Regions from separate parts of the Mus musculus genome. Here all the other regions are linked to region 3. The links are chromatin contacts, called in public Hi-C and HiChIP or PLAC-seq maps. All regions are on one chromosome and are shown on one strand. Each heading gives the region's core, a stretch centred on a gene start, on an enhancer-like site or on the middle of the called end of the contact. The rest is flanking DNA. Distances are from core to core; before and after follow the strand shown.

Region 1 (3,187 bases), core at 8-2,507, 440 kb after region 3:
CGGGAAGTCACACTGCAAATGCTACAACCTCCTCCGATCCCTGCATCAACCACTGATCCAAACACGGAAATGCAAAACTGTACAAGATATACTCCCTCAGGCAACGGATTAGGGAGAGGAAGACAAATGCAAATACAGTGGCTTTACAGTAACTGAGAAGGACGCACACTGCAGGATGGGAATCAAAGAGGCAGTAACCAATCTCACTTGAGTCACAAAAGATTTCATGGTGATATATATATATATATGTATATATATATATATATACACACACACACACACACATACATATATTATTATTATTATTATTATTATTAAATAAGTGTTTTCAAGCAAAGAAGCATGTAGAAAGAAAGCAGGGTTTAGGGGCAACAACAAAGGCTCCAAGAAGAGGTGAGGACAACACAAGGTGAAAATCCTTAGAATCCCAATAGCCAAAGCGAGTGTAACTTCATCTCAGAGCTCACCAGGAGCCACCAGAGGCCTTAAGTCAAGACAGCACATGTGCGATTGGGAAAAAAGAATCTGAACTCAACACAGGGATAGCAATGGAATAAGACGGGTGGCAGGAAGACTGGCACACAGGCTGATGAAAGTCCTAACATGAACGGACAGGAGGGACACAAACATTAAGGTGGTCAAAGTACAGCCACTGAGAGTCTATGGTGAGAGGGAGGGTGGTGATTCCCATTCAAGAGAAAACATAAAAAAGAGTGCAAGAAATGCACCCAGCCTCCCAGCAGGTCATTAAAGGAACTGGACAACATAACACACATCTCTAACTCTGGGTTTGCACTGTCTCCTCCACACTGTTAGTATCAACCATCACTCCTGTGATATTACCACTGGGTACCAGGCACTATAGTCATGGCCCTGTGCCAGAACACTCTTATGGAATAAGATATTAACATAGAAATTATTCTAAATGAAGACGTGCAGATAAGGCATTTTTTCCTCTAAGGCATGCCAGCTATTTTTTTTAAAATGTTCAATGTTTAGTAAACTAGGATTATTACATATCATGGGAAACTAAAAAGAATTTCATAAGCTACTTGCAAATACAAAGCCAATGCAAAAAAGACACTAAATTTGGTAGAGCATGCAGATTTTGACTAAAATAAAGAGGAAGGTTTAATGATAGAAATGGTAACTGGAAATAGCAGTACTGGGTCACCAGGAAAATCTAGTCTAGGCTTGGAGTGATTGAAAATTCTTTGATGTAAAAGTGCTATGTTACCCAGTACCAAGTAAGCACTGCACTTGTCACTAGTTCTCACAGGACAAGCATGGACATCACAAAATAAACAGTTCAATACTTAACGGAATCCTTTGCCTCAAAGATGAAAATCTAGGCAGGAATGAATTTCTGTTACCCCTCTTACTGGTATAAAAGGACTCCATCCAAATGAAACCTTTAGAAGGCTATTATCTCTACGTAGGAACCGCCAGTCTTCCTTCTGGGATGAACCATAGAGCTTTCCAGGTTTCCACACAGTGCTCACTGATACAACATTCCCAATGAGTTACTCATGGTACATAAGAATAAATCTCATCTTAAACTGACTTTCACAATCTCCCTACAAAATGACATCTGAAAGCACTTAAGAGATACACTTATACCCCTGGTGGTTAAAAAAAAAAAAGGGGTGGAAAATCCTCTCTGTCTTACTTCATAAAGGTTATTGAAAATGCCATGTGATTAATATTATTTATTTGGCATTGGGTTAAACACCAAAGGTAACACTTAACCACTCTCTGTTTACCAAGTTAATCACCAGATTTGTCTACTTTTGTCTGATTTACTGAGACAAATACTTTGAGTGTCTGAAATGTTTTATCTGGCCCTGGGAAAGGAAAACGAAAGGAGTGTTGTGCATTTATTAATAGATAAGTGCAAACAGGCCCTATCCTATCAAATGAACAGCTAGGACCTTTGGCCACTGTTTACTGAAAATAAAATTAGCCTTGGCTGGCAGGTACTTATCAGCTCTGAGAATAATTAACTACTCACATCTGGTACTCCTTACTGAAAATGCTAGTGGGAGCCATTACCTTTGGTAAGGGTTATATTTCCTGACCAGCTAACCTCCCCCTAACGTACTACTGGAATGCACTCTTCATTCCCAAGCAGTCCGCTGGCAGTACCCAGAGCAGTTCCACAAGCTGTTTCCCCTCCTCAACCCAACAGAAAGACATTTTCAGAAATCCAAAACATATCACCAAGCCATGCTGGCTCCCACAGGGATGCTTACTAACTCACCACAGGGAATTCCCTGCCCCATGGAGGCCTGGGAACTTTGTAAACAAACAAGAGTCAGTCTGAGTTAATCAATAGTAACATTTTGTACTTTAAATTTTGTTTTTGTGGTTTTTCAAGGACTTCAGGGAACTTCATTGTGTAGAATAACATGAATATAGTGCTCAAGGTTCAAGAAGCCCAGGAACCCACAGCTGCCTTCATTGGTCAGACGGAAAACAATAATAAACTAGGAACCTCATGCCCACTTTATTTGTTTTCTATTGTAACAATTCCCTTACTGGGCAATAATTTTCACAATTTCATTAAAGCAAAGGAAATGCTCTGGGGCATTCATATAAATAAGCAATACATAATATGTGCTTTTATATTCATGCAACAGGGATCAAGAGGCAGGAAACCCAGGGCCTCTGCAATTAGCTTGCTGTGAAATCCTAAACAAGTCACTTGTTGTCAAGTGGCTCTCATATCTATGCTCTGTAAAAGCTATACTGCAACGTTGGACTAAGGAGTGACTTCTGACAGTGCCAGGAAAATGTTGGTAAATCAGAAATTAAAATGCCAGCTCTTCTCTGAACCACCACAAAAAGAGCATACACTGGCTGTCCAGTGGGTGGGACCCAGGCCGTCCCGCACATATGTAGCCGGTGTGCAGCTTGACCATTATGTGGGTCCTGAACAATTGGACTGGGGACTATCCCAAAAGCTGTTACCTGTATGTGGAATATCTTCTTCTGGCTGCCTTGTCTGGCCTCTATGGGAGAGAAAGGACCTAGTCTCACAGAGACTTGAAGTGCCAGGGTTGGGGGGCTACCCAGGGGCGGCACCTGCTCAGAGGAGAGGGGGATTGTGTGTGGGGGTGGGGTGGGGTGAGAGTGACTGGGAGTGGGGCAGTGAGCGGGATGTAAAGTAAATAACTAAAAGAAATTA
Region 2 (2,910 bases), core at 136-2,635, 460 kb after region 3:
GAAAAATACTACATCTCTAAATTATGAAAAGTATGGATGAAATATTTTACACAAATTATATACTACCTTTACAAACTAATGTGTAGCCAAATAAAAAGGAGAAGACAAAACCAAAGATACTTCAGATGTCTTCTTGGGGTGAGTTTAACTTGTACAAAAATTTTTGGACAAGATGCACTACAGCTGAATCCATATGAAAGCCATAAAGAACAGGAAATGCATGCATAGTTATGCTATAAATAATTTCAGGAATTTATTTCCAGACAACTTACTCCATTCATATTTTAACCCTGAATTAGAAAACCATCTCCGAGCAAAAGAGGCTCAAATTGCCTAATAATAAGATACCTACTTCAAGTTATCATTTAAATGGTCAGCAAATGCTCACAATTATTTGTTAAACAGAATATGTATAAGAGATATATTATATAGGTTATAACATTTCATAGTTACTGTTGCTCAAAAAGTATTAATGTTTTTAATACTCTTAGAATACAGAGGAAGAAACAAAATTCCTTTAAGCATGTCTTAATTGCCCAAGTCACCCTGCCAGCAGGTGGCAGGACCCGATATTCAAGCCCAAATCTGTCTGGTTTCAAGGCCTGTGTCCTTTCCCACAGGATGGCCTCCTATCGGTTGGAGGAACTCTTATCAGTGCTTTGGAAACTTCCTGAGACATTAGACCTGATGGAATAGCAGAGGAAGCCTTTGAGCATGGCCATGAAGCTCACAAGCGTAGGCTGTTTCGAGTGTGTGATCTTAACTCAACTCTTCTGTTTCTTTGCTTCCTTTTTTTCTCATCCATGAAATGAGTTCAGATAGCTAAGATCTAAAAGTCCTTCCAGCTCTTAATAGTCTGTCATCTATGAGTCCACACATTACACACCATGCAAAACTATAGAATGAGGGGAAAGATAAACAAGAGAAAGTATAATTGGGTGCAAGACACAATATAGCCAAACCAACTGGACAGGCAGACATGAAAGAAGAGAGGCTACGGGCCAATATTCCCAATGACTAAGAAGACATTACAGAATACATTACAAGGAAATGAAATCTATAAGTGAAGATTTTACCAACCACACTAGTCTGTTTCAACTGAGCATCAAGCAATATTTTAACGATTTAAGTAAAATACAAAATACACACAGATATAAGGAAACATTAGAGAAACCCAAGTACAAACATACTCTGAGTTTGTTTTTCACTGAATGAGATTCTGAAAACTTTGTGGAATTCCCCTTAGAAACCAGAGTGGGTTGGAGTTGGCAGGTACAGGGTACAGCGGCTCACTGAGGTTCCAGAAAGGGTGGCAGAGAAGAACAATCCATTGTCCCTGCAAAAGCTCTATTCTTGAACAAAAGACAATGCCTGGCTATGGGAGACAATGACTGTGTGAGGCTTCTGTTTGGTTTTGCCTTCCACACTGAGCTGGCAGACACAGGCCAAGCACAGCAGAACAATTTAAAACGTTCGTGACACTCGGCTTCTCCGCATATTCACTCAAGACTCTTCCGATACATTTCCTGATTCCTGGATTCTCTAAAAGGAGGGGAAGGTGCCTCTTTGCTTAGAGGTCATCAATAAGAGCCAATAGGAGGTACACGCTCCACAGAAGAACCTCACAGGCCAGAGGTCAAAGGCTCCCACAGCAGCTGGGGTTGGACAGGCAACAAATGTCCTAGAGAGTGCAGGGCCTTGGGAGGCCATGAGGCTTGGGATGGACTGTCAAGGCTGAGAAGGGTGAAATTTCTAAACTTGTGAGAGGCCAGCAGATCTGGTTATCGGTCTTAAAGTCTCGAAATAGATAAATATGTTTTACGTGGAAGAAGAAAGGATGATGAACAGTCTGGCAAAAGAAAATAAGACAAACCAAATCTTCCACAGGATGTTCACAGACCATAATGCCAAAGAATGTGCAGGGGGTGGGGGGGAAACTCCCTAAGAGGGAGGGAGAAGGGAAAAAATTAAAGCCATCAGTGCTAACGGTTGCCAAGGAGCAAGAGCACTGTTCAGACCAGCTAGAAACCGGGTAGAAATGGCTGCAGTTCCAGAGTCTGTTACACACCACCAACGCCTGCCACTATCCTCACCAGCCTGTGCCTCCCCTGAAGACTGCAGCTGCACCCTGAAGCCCCCAGAAAGCAGCAGCTGGGACACAGTGACAGCTGGAAGGAAGGGGGTGAGGCAAGGGCTTGGCATAAACAGACGGGTAGCCAAAAGGCACAAGTACGAAGGGAGAGAGACAATTTTCCTGTGTGGTTTGGGCATGTGGTGTGGGAAGCTGAAAATGAGAGCTAGCCAAAGTTTTGGGGCCTTGACGGCCTGAAGGATTTGGCAGGCTTGGCGTTTCTCATGGCAGACGTGCCAGGAAATGAAGCTTTCAGCTGTCTGCTTCAATGTTTTTCTCACTGTCACCGTTTTCATGTTCAATCCCTGGCCCATTTTGTATTTTCGTCTTCTTTGGGGATTAGCACATCAGTGTGGTCAGAATCCACTTGGGTTTCTCAGGGCTGCTCTGTGCATCATTTCCTCACACACCATTATCTGTCAAGCAGGGACTTGGAGTGTGTGAACCCGTGGCATAGCACAAAGAAAACAATAGGAGATGTTTTCTCTGTAAGAGACACTAGAGAGCATTCAGCTGGGCCTGGAATTACAGATGGGCAAGCTAAGTATTTAAGAGGAACAGGGGGACTTGCTAGTACCAGGCTAACTCTTAAGAGCAGCAAAGTGTGGACAAGTACCCAGTTCTTTCCCCTGCTGGGGAGCCAGAGTCCTGCCCACAAACATCTGTTCTCTTCAAGGCTTCATTTTAGACAAGAGCATCTACTCCCATCCTCCTCGGCAGCACCGACTGGATAAGAATGATGTCCTCTCTCGTTCTCATCCTCTAAGTTCTAAGCAAGA
Region 3 (3,248 bases), core at 586-3,085:
TGTCCGCTCATCTATGATTGGATCAGATCGCCCATTCATCTGAAATTGCAGGGAGGCCCTCATTCAATCACCCTAAGTGGAATCTGATCTTTATCTTGGGATAAACATTCCAAATGGAAGGTGAGTGCTGCCAGATAAGGGAGATAAGAAAGCCATATGGCCCTGTCACTGCAGGCTCCCTGGAGCTTATTCCTATAAGGATTAATGAGTCTGAAGGGGGATCTTATAAAGTCCTGTCTCTTGAGAAGGCAGAGCCTCCCAAGCCCCTATGTGGGCATGTGCACTGTCCGCAGACATAAAAGGCTAGAACTCAGACCTTGCTATTGCAGCCCTCTGGTCTTACTAGGGACCTCCTGCCTGCTCTGTCCATCTCTCTTCATTGCAAAAGCTTCACTATTACCAATGTTTATAACTCTACTGAGGATCCCAAACCCAGATTCCCACCTTGATGTAGGAATTCCCTCTGCCCACCTGCATCCCTGTTCAGGGCCCTGACCAGTAATGTCTGCCAGGATGGTAGGGGAGGGGCATTTTCCAGGTTGAGGGTTTTCTCTGGGTCTGTTAGGGCCTGGAGACGCAGGGAAGCTTGCAATCCCAGGCCTGGGGGAGGGCAGGTAATATGAACTCCCAAGAGAAAGGGATCTGGGGCAGAGGAGAGAGGGAGGGGAGAAGGCTGGCTTTCCAGCATGTTCTCTATACCCTGGTATCGAGAGGCACTCCATCCTTCATTCCTCTGGCGCTACTGCTCCTGCATAGCTGTGCTGACTCACAGTGGACATCAAGGTTCACAAGTGACTGTTCCCAGCGCTGGGGCAACTTCCAAACTGGGTCATGGTAACCAATGGTAACCGGAAGAATAGCCTATAGAGTCTGAGTGTCCCCATAGCTCTCTCTACAGACAGAGTAAGTAAATTTTACCAAGAAGGGAAACTGAGGCTCAGAGAGGCTGAGAGGTTGCCTGAGTCTGCATACGCAATAAGCGCTGCTGCGGCCAGTTGTCAAACCCTGAAGGTCAAACCTCAGAGTCACAATCTTGATGCAGAGAGGGGCCCCGACAGACACTCAGTGACTATTTCCTGTCTTCAGCAGCTTTGGTCAGTGGCGGGGAATCAGAAAGGCACTTGCCCAGACTCTCCCAGCCCTCACGTTGGACAGCCTCAAGTTAATGTGGACAGTTGTGCCTGACTGTCAAGCAAGCCAGTCTGAGCTGGATTCCATACTTTACTTGCTGAACAATCCAAGCCTACTGCTCTCTGAACAGCCCTGGCCAGGAAGAGACCACCCCTGGATCCGGAGTCCGGCGCATGGCAGGGGGAGTAGGAAGAGCTGAGGAGGGAGTGTGGGGCCCCAGAGTTCCAGCGGTGGGTTTCCCTGCTTCAGGCTTGCCCTGGCCAATGGTCTTGCTTTCAGGCTTCTCTGTGCTCTGAGCACATCTAAACATTTGGAGAAAAACAAGAAAGTGAACAATAGGCGCTTGTGGGCTGGAGAACAGGGCTGACTTCCCCCTGGGACCCGGGCGCTGTTCGTAAGCTGCCCCAGCTGCACTCTCACGGTTGGGATGTCACTGGGGCCTGGCTGAATTACAGCCTTGTCCTCCATGGGGCCTGCTACCAACTCCTTTCATACCCGGGGAATGCAAATGTTGGTAGGGGGATCTGGAGCTGTGTAGAGACAGAAAGCTTGCTTTCCTGCCTGGAATTTGGGAAATCAGACAAAAGAACACACACACATACACATACCCCTATTTGGCATGGAAGCTCTGCCAAGCCATGCCCTGACAGTTGTGTCCTAACCAGAGAAGTTTGCCCCACAGGAAAAAAACCAAAACCCCAGCTCTCTATCAAGTGGACTCTGGGCACAGCCCCAAGAAGCTCAGAGTCCACAGGACCTAGAGACAGAATTCCTAATGTGTGCCAGAGCAGTTTCACCAGGAGGTGGTAGCAAAAGTACCCCCATTAGTTATAGCACTGAGGGAGGTGGGCCAAAGGTGCTCTTCTGAGCTGGCTCCTCTGAGGTTTTTAAGACTGTTGCTTCTCACCATTACAGCCTAAGCCACAGGGAATGAGAATGTAGTCAAAGTATCAAGATTAGAACAGAGAAGAACAAAACAGAGCCCAGACCCCCTCTCAGCTAGGGCTGACCAGTGGTATCATTCATACCCAGTAAGTAGGGCTAAGTTTCCCTGTCAAGAGTTCCTCACCTTTGTTCCCAGGACTGGAGGCGGCTTTGAGCAGTGTCCCGTCTGGGTGGCATCCCTGGAACAGGTCTCAGGCCCTGGTGTTTTTGAAGTAGCTGCCCAGACATCCCATCATAGGCTCAGGAGGGTGAATAGCCCTTCTACTCACCCCTCCCACTCCCCAACAATGTTCTGGATCTGAGAGCACTTCTGGGTTGTTTGTGCCCAAGGACAGGAGGAATTTGGCAAGAAGTCTGTGGTTGGAGGACAGTGCATTTACTTTGTGAAAGGATGAGTGAAGGACCATTCGGGGAAGTAGGGAGCACTGTTGTCAGAGTTGGGACTGGAGAGATTAGAATGGGTCAGAGGACTCCTATGAAGGACATGAGTAACAAAATGGGGGGTTCAGAACAAATGGGTTGACCTCTGGAGAGCAAAGGCAAGGCTTTAGTGTCTAAGAACTTCAAAATGGCTGTTAGGTCCCGCTAGATATGTGGTTCCTCCTCTTTCCTGCCCTAAATAGTTTTGGAGACAGAATCGTCTTTTTTTTTTTTTGAACTTTTATGAGTGTCTGTTTGTCTGTCTATATGTATGCACATCACAGGAGTCCCTGTGGAGGGCAGGAGGACTCTTGGGAATTGGTGTTATGAACAGCTGTAAGCTACCACGGGGTAGCTTACCCAAGCCAGGTCCTTTGCAAGAGCAGCAGTGTTCTTAACTTGAGCCACTGCTCCAACAGTGAGACAGTGTTTTTATGCAGCCCAGGCTGACCTCAAATTCTCATTCTCCTCCGTCTGTCTCCAGAGTGCTGAGATTAATGGACTACATTATCACCATACCTGCTCTTAGTCTACTTGTTGGTCACCTGGGACTGTGAAACCTTCGTAGTCTCTGCACTTCTCCTGCACTTCTCTGCACTGTTCCTTTCAGCACATTAACATGAGGCTTTGTTCCTTGTTAGGGAGCTGGGCTGAGTCCCACAGGGGCAGTGTCTCTAGGCACCCTGATCTTCTTGTATTCACTGCTCTCTTGAAAGTTCACTCATCTAACAAGAAGGAGGTAAGCAAGCAGC

Evidence for each region. Hi-C and Micro-C count contacts between places; a contact is called where the count stands out from the background. HiChIP or PLAC-seq counts read pairs in DNA pulled down with a chosen protein or histone mark.
Region 1: a Hi-C map of liver shows a contact between it and region 3, with 1.6 times the contacts expected there. The contact joins two enhancer-like sites. A contact is called at or near these places in 2 of 484 Hi-C or Micro-C datasets (the 3T3-L1 cell line and liver), 3 of 115 datasets of contacts at active chromatin or transcription factors (embryonic stem cells, large pre-B cells and stem cell-derived neural progenitor cells) and 1 of 9 other capture datasets (embryonic stem cells).
Region 2: an H3K27ac HiChIP or PLAC-seq map of stem cell-derived neural progenitor cells shows a contact between it and region 3, with 13 times the contacts expected there. The contact joins two enhancer-like sites. A contact is called at or near these places in 9 of 484 Hi-C or Micro-C datasets (bone marrow-derived macrophages, brain, embryonic fibroblasts and 3 more), 4 of 115 datasets of contacts at active chromatin or transcription factors (differentiating embryonic stem cells, embryonic fibroblasts, large pre-B cells and 1 more) and 1 of 9 other capture datasets (embryonic stem cells).

The regions. Positions count from the first base shown.
Region 1 is chr12:79,530,976-79,534,162 of GRCm38.p6, reverse strand. The region is part of intron 7 of Rad51b (RAD51 paralog B); the gene reads right to left. Among named protein-coding and RNA genes, the nearest start is that of Rad51b, 240 kb to the right of the region's middle. Within about 2 kb of position 1,257, at least 85 of the 459 cell types and tissues checked have an H3K27ac peak or open chromatin away from gene starts, as enhancers often do. A contact at or near this core is called in liver, where this site is marked.
Region 2 is chr12:79,511,141-79,514,050 of GRCm38.p6, reverse strand. All of the region lies in intron 7 of Rad51b (RAD51 paralog B), which reads right to left. Among named protein-coding and RNA genes, the nearest start is that of Rad51b, 220 kb to the right of the region's middle. Within about 2 kb of position 1,385, at least 137 of the 459 cell types and tissues checked have an H3K27ac peak or open chromatin away from gene starts, as enhancers often do. A contact at or near this core is called in brain, stem cell-derived neural progenitor cells and stem cell-derived neural stem cells, where this site is marked.
Region 3 is chr12:79,968,663-79,971,910 of GRCm38.p6, reverse strand. No RefSeq gene overlaps it. Among named protein-coding and RNA genes, the nearest start is that of 4933435C09Rik, 34 kb to the right of the region's middle. RefSeq lists an enhancer at 19-3,248. Within about 2 kb of position 1,835, at least 130 of the 459 cell types and tissues checked have an H3K27ac peak or open chromatin away from gene starts, as enhancers often do. A contact at or near this core is called in brain, liver, stem cell-derived neural progenitor cells and 1 more, where this site is marked.